2 separate regions of the Zea mays genome follow, and region 1 is linked to region 2. Evidence: chromatin contacts called from public Hi-C data. All regions are on one chromosome and are shown on one strand. The core of a region is the stretch at or near the end of the contact, and the rest is flanking DNA. Distances in the headings are between cores, read along the strand shown. Region 1 holds the start of LOC103643812. Region 2 has its middle 12 kb from the start of LOC103643811.

Region 1 (3,992 bases), core at 867-3,366, 71 kb before region 2:
AACACAAAACTTATCTTCGCCACCTGCCTGGCAAGTCTTCTTAGGCCTTCGTGTCGACACCAGATCTGTGAGAATTTTTACCTTCCTCAACCCTGCTTTAATAACCGAAACCTCATCTTTTCCTCCAGGAAAAGAATCGCCAGATGATGGGGACAATGGCAAGGTTGCAGCAGATCGCTGTGATGCATCAGATGTTTCTTGAAAAGCTCTTAATTCAACCATACTCAGAGTGAGCTGCAAAAAAAAAGATAAAAGGTCACATGGTATAGTGATTTAAGTAAAAGTTTTTTTCTAAAAAAATTGAAGGACAACTGTTAACCAGAACTTCTAGTTCACATCGTATACTCACATGAAGGGATGAGGCTCGTTCAGGTGCACCACCAGGTATAGACAACGGAAGAATTATCTCAATTGTCTCTCCAGCCGTCAATGCATAATCTGCTAGATTGAGAGAAGCAGTTCCCAGAATTGATGGTTTGTTCTTTGGGCCTTTGTTAATATCCTGTGCCGAAGAAATATGGAGAAGGAAGATGAGACTTGCTTGAAAAGATGAAATCAGCTCAAAAGAAATATACACAAAGTTGCCAAGGGATGACACCTCCAAAGCTAAAATAAAAAAACAAAATGTTCTGATTGATTTGACAAGGAAATTATCTTGTTCATATAGTACTTCGTTATTCAATGCTCATCATCACAAGGTAATATGTTATTGTCATGAAGGTAAACTTAGTCCATACTAAGAGGAAGATGGATACAGAGATTTAGTTCCTATGATTGATCGTGGACCATATGACATCAGAATCAACTCGTGTTTTTTTCGATTTCAATTGAAATGAAACGTGAGCGGATTATTTCTCCTACCAGTTTACAAGAGATTTAAAACAAATAGTACCTGAATCGTTACACAGACACAGGAAAGTTCAAGCAATTAGAAAACATTACTTAACAGAATAGATAAGTAGGACTACACACGCATCAGTATCAACCGCAAAAGGGACAAAGAAGAAGAAAAACTGGAAAGTAGAATGATAATGGGTAAACAGGATACCCTGATCAGAATTGCTTACTTAGAAATGTAGTGCCTGTTTAGACCACGGAATAGGAACTCAAATCGTTAGGAATTTAGGTCCAAATCCAGCTAGAATCCAAAAACTACAGAGAACTTTCCTTTTTCAAACACACCATGAATGGGAACAGGTAAAAAAACCATATTCTGAACACAAAATTTTACACTGGACAGAGTCAAACAAGTGAGAAATGATGCAACTAACCAACAGGGGACATCGATCGAAAACATCTAGTGATGTACAGTATATATAGTTCGGTGCATTGTTATGAGGATTATGAACAACACAGATAGTAGAAGAGAATCAAAGGAAGAGGCGCTCACGCTGAAGACGCAGAAGGCGAGCTCCCATGGGTGGAACGCGGCGCCCTCCCGCTGCGACGCGGCCGCGAGGGTGACGACGCTCTCGAACTCCTCCTCCCACGCCGCGCCGGCGTCCTCCCGTGTGCGGTTGCGCCTGACCGCGGCACGCCGCAGCGAGCCGAGCGCGGAGGCCCTGGGCCCCTTCCACCTCACCTCCGCGGCGACGGCGGCCCTGGGCTGCGCGGCGCCCGGCGGCTCGCGCTCCGGCGAGGCCGCTGTCGCGGGCGAGGGCGACGGCGAAGGCGAAGGTGAAGGAGGCGGGAGCCCCTCCGCACGCCGCACCAACAGCCGCACGCGGAACTTGCGCGCCGCCGGCGGCCGCGGCCACCGCATCATCCTCGCCACCATCAGCGGCGCCCCGGTCAACGCGCAGAGATCGGCCGGAGCCCGGGGTTTTGGGGGACAAGTATCGACGACTGAGACGGCAGGAAGCGGACAAGGGAACGAGGTTTCGGGGTCAGATCAGCGGTGGAAGCCTAGGCAGGCGTCGTCCTGAGGCTGAGAGAAGCGAGGAGGAGGAGGCGAGGCCAGCCGGACCGCTAGGTGGGAGTGGGATTGGATTTGAGGCGGAGTCGTCGGGGTGAGGAAGAGGACTGGAGGAGGCCCGCGGCGGATGCACGGGAGGAGAGAGAAGCGGAGCTCCGAAATAAATAGGAAGGTGAACGTTAGGTCGGGGGATTGTGTTGCAGGCCACTTCTTCGTCGTCTCCGTTTGGGTTTTTGTTTTGTTTTTCGCCCCCCGCCCCCCCCCCCCCCCCCCCCCCCCCCGTTATTTTTTTGGCAGTTGGGTAGCTTAGAAACTTTATTTTTTAAGAGATTTCAATTTTCAAAGAAAAATAGTTTGTTTTTTCTAAGAAAATAAGAAATCTTTAGAAAAATAGAGTTCCCAAACTAGCCCTAGAAATTTAAAAAAATAAAACAAACTCATTTTTATATCACTCTATGGCATCAAAATAACTAGGTGTCTAATTTTATAAAAGTTAAATAACATGTAAATAGTTAATCCTATTTTTATTCTCTTTGACCTTGACGTTAGATTCCACCACGTGGGACCCATAGCAGACTTTTTCTAGTACGCTGTAGTTTCGTCTCGTGTGGTTTTATTTTTCCCATTTGTCGCCCCACGATTACTACTCACTAAGTTTGCGCTTGCGCTTAAGTCAAGGTATCATTTTAGGAGCATCTTCAACTGTATCTTAAATCTTTCGGATATAGAGCTCAGCTCATAAAACCAATACCTTATACTTGTTTTTCACATCATTATGAACCTTTTGTTTAATAAATTTGTACTGTTAGCATGCTTATTTGGTGGCACGAATGTCTATATTTTTATTTTATAAATTCGGCCAAACATAAGAAAAAGGATCGGGGGAGTTTTTTGTAATTCTCGGAGATGCTCTAGTGTGGTACTGTAGTTATATTGCAAGTTGCCTGCCCGTGTCCGTAAGGCTATCCGCAACCGTTACCCCTAAATTTTTTCCCCTATATCACTTTTTCCCCCTATTTTCCTCCCTATTTTTTCATCTCCCGCAGCGGTTCCCCCTAAATACTCCCCCTATACCCCACTACCACTATAAAATATCATTTTCTATACCAACTATCAATTTTTTATCTACTAACAATTACTCGTGGACCCACAGCACAGTGTTTAGGGTGATGAACAGTGACACGCTAGATTTAGGGGGAGAGAGAAGGGGGCCAGCATGTAGGGGGCGTTGTAGGTGGCACCGCTGCGGCCGTGGAGTGCCCCCTACAGCCCCCATGCAAGGGGAGGGGGAAGGGGAGGGGGATGCGTTGCGCTAGGGATGAAAACGGGACGGATACATCCGGATATAGGGTCATCCCGTATCCTACCCTAATGTATTTCTCTCGGATACGGGACCGGATACGGGTAGTTAAGATTCGGGACGGATACAGGACGGGACCGGGTAATAATCCGGACGGGTAAGAAACGGATAACGGATACTACTCGGGTAGGTACCGGATAATTGTCGGGTAGTTCATCCGATGATATTAATTGTCCAACCATCCATAAGTTAAGCAATACATAATCATGTATATGATACATCAGATGTAAGAAAGGAAACCGGTAAAATTGACATCATGCAGTTCAAAGTTGCTTATTACAAGAACATTGTAGAACCAACACCGCAATATTTAAAATTCATAAAATATTCTAGTTCTAAAAATTTGCAAATAAGTTACAAAAACTAATAAACATTTTATATGAAGATAACTCAAGTCCTCGTATGAAAATGATAAAGTGAAGTACTGATTATATTGAAACTTGGATACTTACACTAATTTCACATGTAACTCATACAAATAAGTGAAAGTGAAAGGAAAGAAATGTGGGCATCTTATAGATCTTATGATCCAAACATTTTTTATGGTTACATATGGACATACGTTGTATCTCCGTAAAATTTCACAATTTTTTGAGGCTATTTATGTATTATTAATTTCTTGTCATAGAAAATCATCAAAATACAATTAAATCATTAAAATATTGTTTAAACAAAAACATGATGTATTACAAAGTCATAGATCTCTTCAAGCTCTAC
Region 2 (3,800 bases), core at 2-2,501:
CGCAGTCAATATTCAGCTAATGCCATAACTCAGCCGATTACCAACGCAGCCTGATCGGCGTGTCTGAGTACCCATTATACAATTTAATCACTCGATGTGAGTCCGAAGGCTCAACACATAGAAAATATTTAGAGCGATTTGAGTACACACTATATAACCTTCACATGCATTTTAATAAATTTCCGCTAAGTATTTACTACGGGAAATAAAAGCAGAAAAATACTAGAATTAATTCATGAATATAACACATCAGATGCAAAAGCATTTTCCCACATCGAAGCATACATTTTCTATTAATTATTTACATCAAGAAATTAACGAATGTAGAAATTGCAACATATGTTTTATTCTATTTATTTAATGTATTGGGAAATTACCACGGAATTATGAGAGTGGGGTCCACGAGGCTTTTTTTTAATAGCCGATACAACATCTATGCACATGCATGGCATGACGTGATGCCGCATGCAGTTCGGCTGCAAGTTTCTTCAGCTAGGTGCGACGTGGGTCGGCAGGCTCAATCACGCATACACGCAGACTTGTGGTACGGTTTACGGAGTGGTCAGGTTTGGCTGGATCAAGTAACCAGCCACAGCCGTGGCTTTCGGCAGAAGCGAGACTGAGGGAGAGATCCGCTTTTCTCGCTTTCTTTCAGGCGCCGCTTTGACCGCAAGTGATCAGGCCGTTCGCTCTACAACCACAGAAAAGAGCCATGCCGCACGTCACGCTAATACTGTGCTAGGTTTCTTTCCTGTGATCTAACGATGCCTAATGACGCAGGCGAGGAAAGGATTGTGATTTGTACAGTGAGGAAGAGTGGAAGGGAGAAGAAGACACACCTCTGCTGGGCTGCTGTTGAATGGGCTACGAGTTGTACAGGCCCAAAACCTTTGCAGAGCCCGATGAGCGCATTCGAACGAGTGCTGAACTCGGCCCAGTAGGTTACGAAACAAGCATTTCCCTTTCGACGGAGACCTGACGAGTGTTGATAACTGAACTCGGCCCAGCACTATTGAAAACCAGGCACCTGATGGAATCACGTGAGACTCCACCGCAAATAACGTCGCGGGGAACGCTAGCTAGCGGTAGCGGGTACGTGTTTCTTGGCATCCATCTCGTTCTGCATCAACGGTGCATATGCCGAGCATCATCAGCGATACGACGGCCACCGGTCCCATGGCTAGAGCTGCCCATCCATCCAAGGGTATTATCAGTGGCGGGGGACGAAGCTGCTGTCTGTCTGTCTGTCTGTCTGTCATTCGAAACAAAAGAGAGAGAGAAAAAAGGCGTTTCATTTCAGTTCAGGTGAGGACCAGGACCACTCAGAGTCTCAGACGTCTGTCTCTGCAGCGCATCAAATCAAAAGGGAAACTATAGGCAATTCCTTCCTAGTTCATTCACCTGTGTTGGACCTGTTGGTTGTTCATGTGAAATTGTGAATTACTCTAGTCCATCTGTCCATGTTGGAGATGCCCCAGGCCAACTGCTCCTACCACTGCACTGCCCCAATCCATGGCCGTCCTGGAAATAGAATGAACTCCCTTTCCCCCGGTGCAGGAGTAGTCGCGCGTGCGCTCATCTGATCCAACTATGGCTGGTAATGGGCGACAGGAGTACACGCAGTGACGCAGTGAGTGGAGGGGGCGTCGTTTCGATAGCTGACCCCTGACGACGAAGCGACGCCAATAGAGATCTGGAGGATACGGAAGCACACGAACGGTGCCTGCCCTACTGTACGTCCGGATCCGATCCCATCACCCCCCACCGCGACACCACCCATCGTCCATGCATGCATCTCCATCCTACTCTACATACTACTACTACTACGTCCTGCTCGCTCGGTGGCCGGGCGAGCGAACTCGTCACGGCGTTTCAAATCAACCCTAGGCTGCCGGCGGCCGGCGGCCAAGCTGAAAAGGGAAAAGGGTGTGAAAAGAAAACTAAAAAGCGAGCGAGGCTACGCACGCAATCGAGCTAGCTGTTGCATATGCCCATGGGCCATGGCCTGCGCGCCTAGGGTGCTTTGGTACCTTCCTGAGTTCCTGTTGTCTCATCACCTGGATGGGGCCGGCGGACATTCATAAAATTGAGGCCCACGCACGCGCATGAAGGTCACATACATGTACTATCTAGCTAGAGCTAATTAATGCTACCATCTCCACAACCTAGATACTATGATACACGAAACTCGTTCATGCAACCTAATATATTCAAGCCTTTTATCTTATTCACTAGAACCACTCAATACACGGCTCATTTATGTGGATTGTATCGATAGAACCGTATCTTAAACTTAGAGAACCGTATTAGAGACGTCCCTTCACTAAAATATGTCTCTTGTGTTTTTTTTTCACTTACACTCTTAGATACCTCTTAGAATACTAGTCATTTATGTGGGTTGTACATGCCCTTAATAGCATATAACTAATATCCTATCTATTAGCTGGGGCTAGAAGAGTGTTTAAATATATAGCTAATTAGTGGGGTATAATTATAACTATTTATCTATTAGCTGCTATTATCTGATTTGGTGCATCTAGTGAAATAGTTGTTATATAGAATTTTAGCTAATAACAATTAACTAGTATATCATTTGTGTCTGTTTAGATAAAAATAATTATTAACAGATAGTAGATACTAGTTAAGTGAACCAAACAAAGCCTAGTGGAGGCTCATATGATTACCCATAAGTCCACAACACCTCTAGCTTTTGACTTCTAAAAGCTTCTTGGATTTTGAAAGATTTAAAAAGCTGAGATCCAAGGGATTCTAGAATGCTCAAACAAACATGCTCTATATTGTTAAACAAGATACCTATGTAGGGAAGCTCATTCATAATTTTTACCATCGGTAGACAAAATTTCAAATCTCTTATGCATGACACTCATGTGCCATTGATGACAAATAGGGTCCACACGTGCCATTGATAGTGGCAAATAATTAATGGGTTGCATAAAATTATGATGGTTAGAAAAGAAGAAAGGGAAACAACAGGCGTTAACTCCTTCAGGCTTCATGTGCGTGTCATCACACGTGTCTATCCGACGTGCATAGGTGAAACCCAATCGCATATAGGTCTCCAACCTTATCGCCTCCTCAATCATCGATGTTATTTTCCTTTCCATCCGATTACAAGTTGCTTCTTCCACTTCCACCTTACATTGCGTAGAGAAACCACCATCATCCCCACTATTCTTCGTCCTCTTGTGACGTAGTTTCTCCATATATTCCTCTTCCTTATGAATATGTCAATGTTGCACCATTTTGGAGTTAGGCTTTTTGGTTGACACAAGATAGATTGCATGACGAGATGTGTAGAGTATCCCAATGGCAACATGGGCCATGCTCTTATGGGTAACAATGAGGTTTATCCTCTCTCCTGTGAAAAAGGACTCATGGTAATGGATGGTAGGGTTTAAGGAAGAAGAGTGGGATGCATCAACTTAAAGGGATGGTTGTGCCAACTAAGTAACCAGGTGGTCATTAACATATTGCGAGGGGAGATGATGAGGGGTCCACCTTTTGTCCAATGAAGTATGAGGATAAGGACTTAGGGGGGTAGGTGGTGTAGGTGAATAGTCAGAGTGGTTAGGGAGATGGATGTAGAGGTGGTGGTCGATGACCATTATGTTTGGTGGCTATGGAATAAGATAAATCACAGAAATACTTTAGTACATAGGTTAATTTTTGTTGGCAAGTTAAAATTAAAGTGAGTAGTTGTAACACGATTAGGAGGGGGAAAGAGTTATATTGGTTGATTCTTACCTTGGAATTATTATCCTCATATTCCTCCCCCCTCA

Evidence for each region. A called contact is a pair of places that touch in the nucleus more often than the background predicts.
Region 1: a Hi-C map of leaf shows a contact between it and region 2, with 5 times the contacts expected there. The contact joins the promoter of LOC103643812 here to the enhancer-like site in region 2. A contact is called at or near these places in 6 of 25 Hi-C or Micro-C datasets (ear, endosperm and leaf) and 1 of 3 datasets of contacts at active chromatin or transcription factors (seedling).

The regions. Positions count from the first base shown.
Region 1 is chr1:266,952,583-266,956,574 of Zm-B73-REFERENCE-NAM-5.0, reverse strand. LOC103643812 reads right to left here and starts at 2,116. Exons shown (of 4, transcript XM_008666972.4): 1 at 1,391-2,116; 2 at 350-502; 3 at 1-234. The coding sequence starts at 1,777.
Region 2 is chr1:266,880,637-266,884,436 of Zm-B73-REFERENCE-NAM-5.0, reverse strand. No RefSeq gene overlaps it. Among protein-coding and RNA genes, the nearest start is that of LOC103643811, 12 kb to the left of the region's middle. Within about 2 kb of position 1,251, at least 16 of the 20 cell types and tissues checked have an H3K27ac peak or open chromatin away from gene starts, as enhancers often do. A contact at or near this core is called in ear, endosperm, leaf and 1 more, where this site is marked.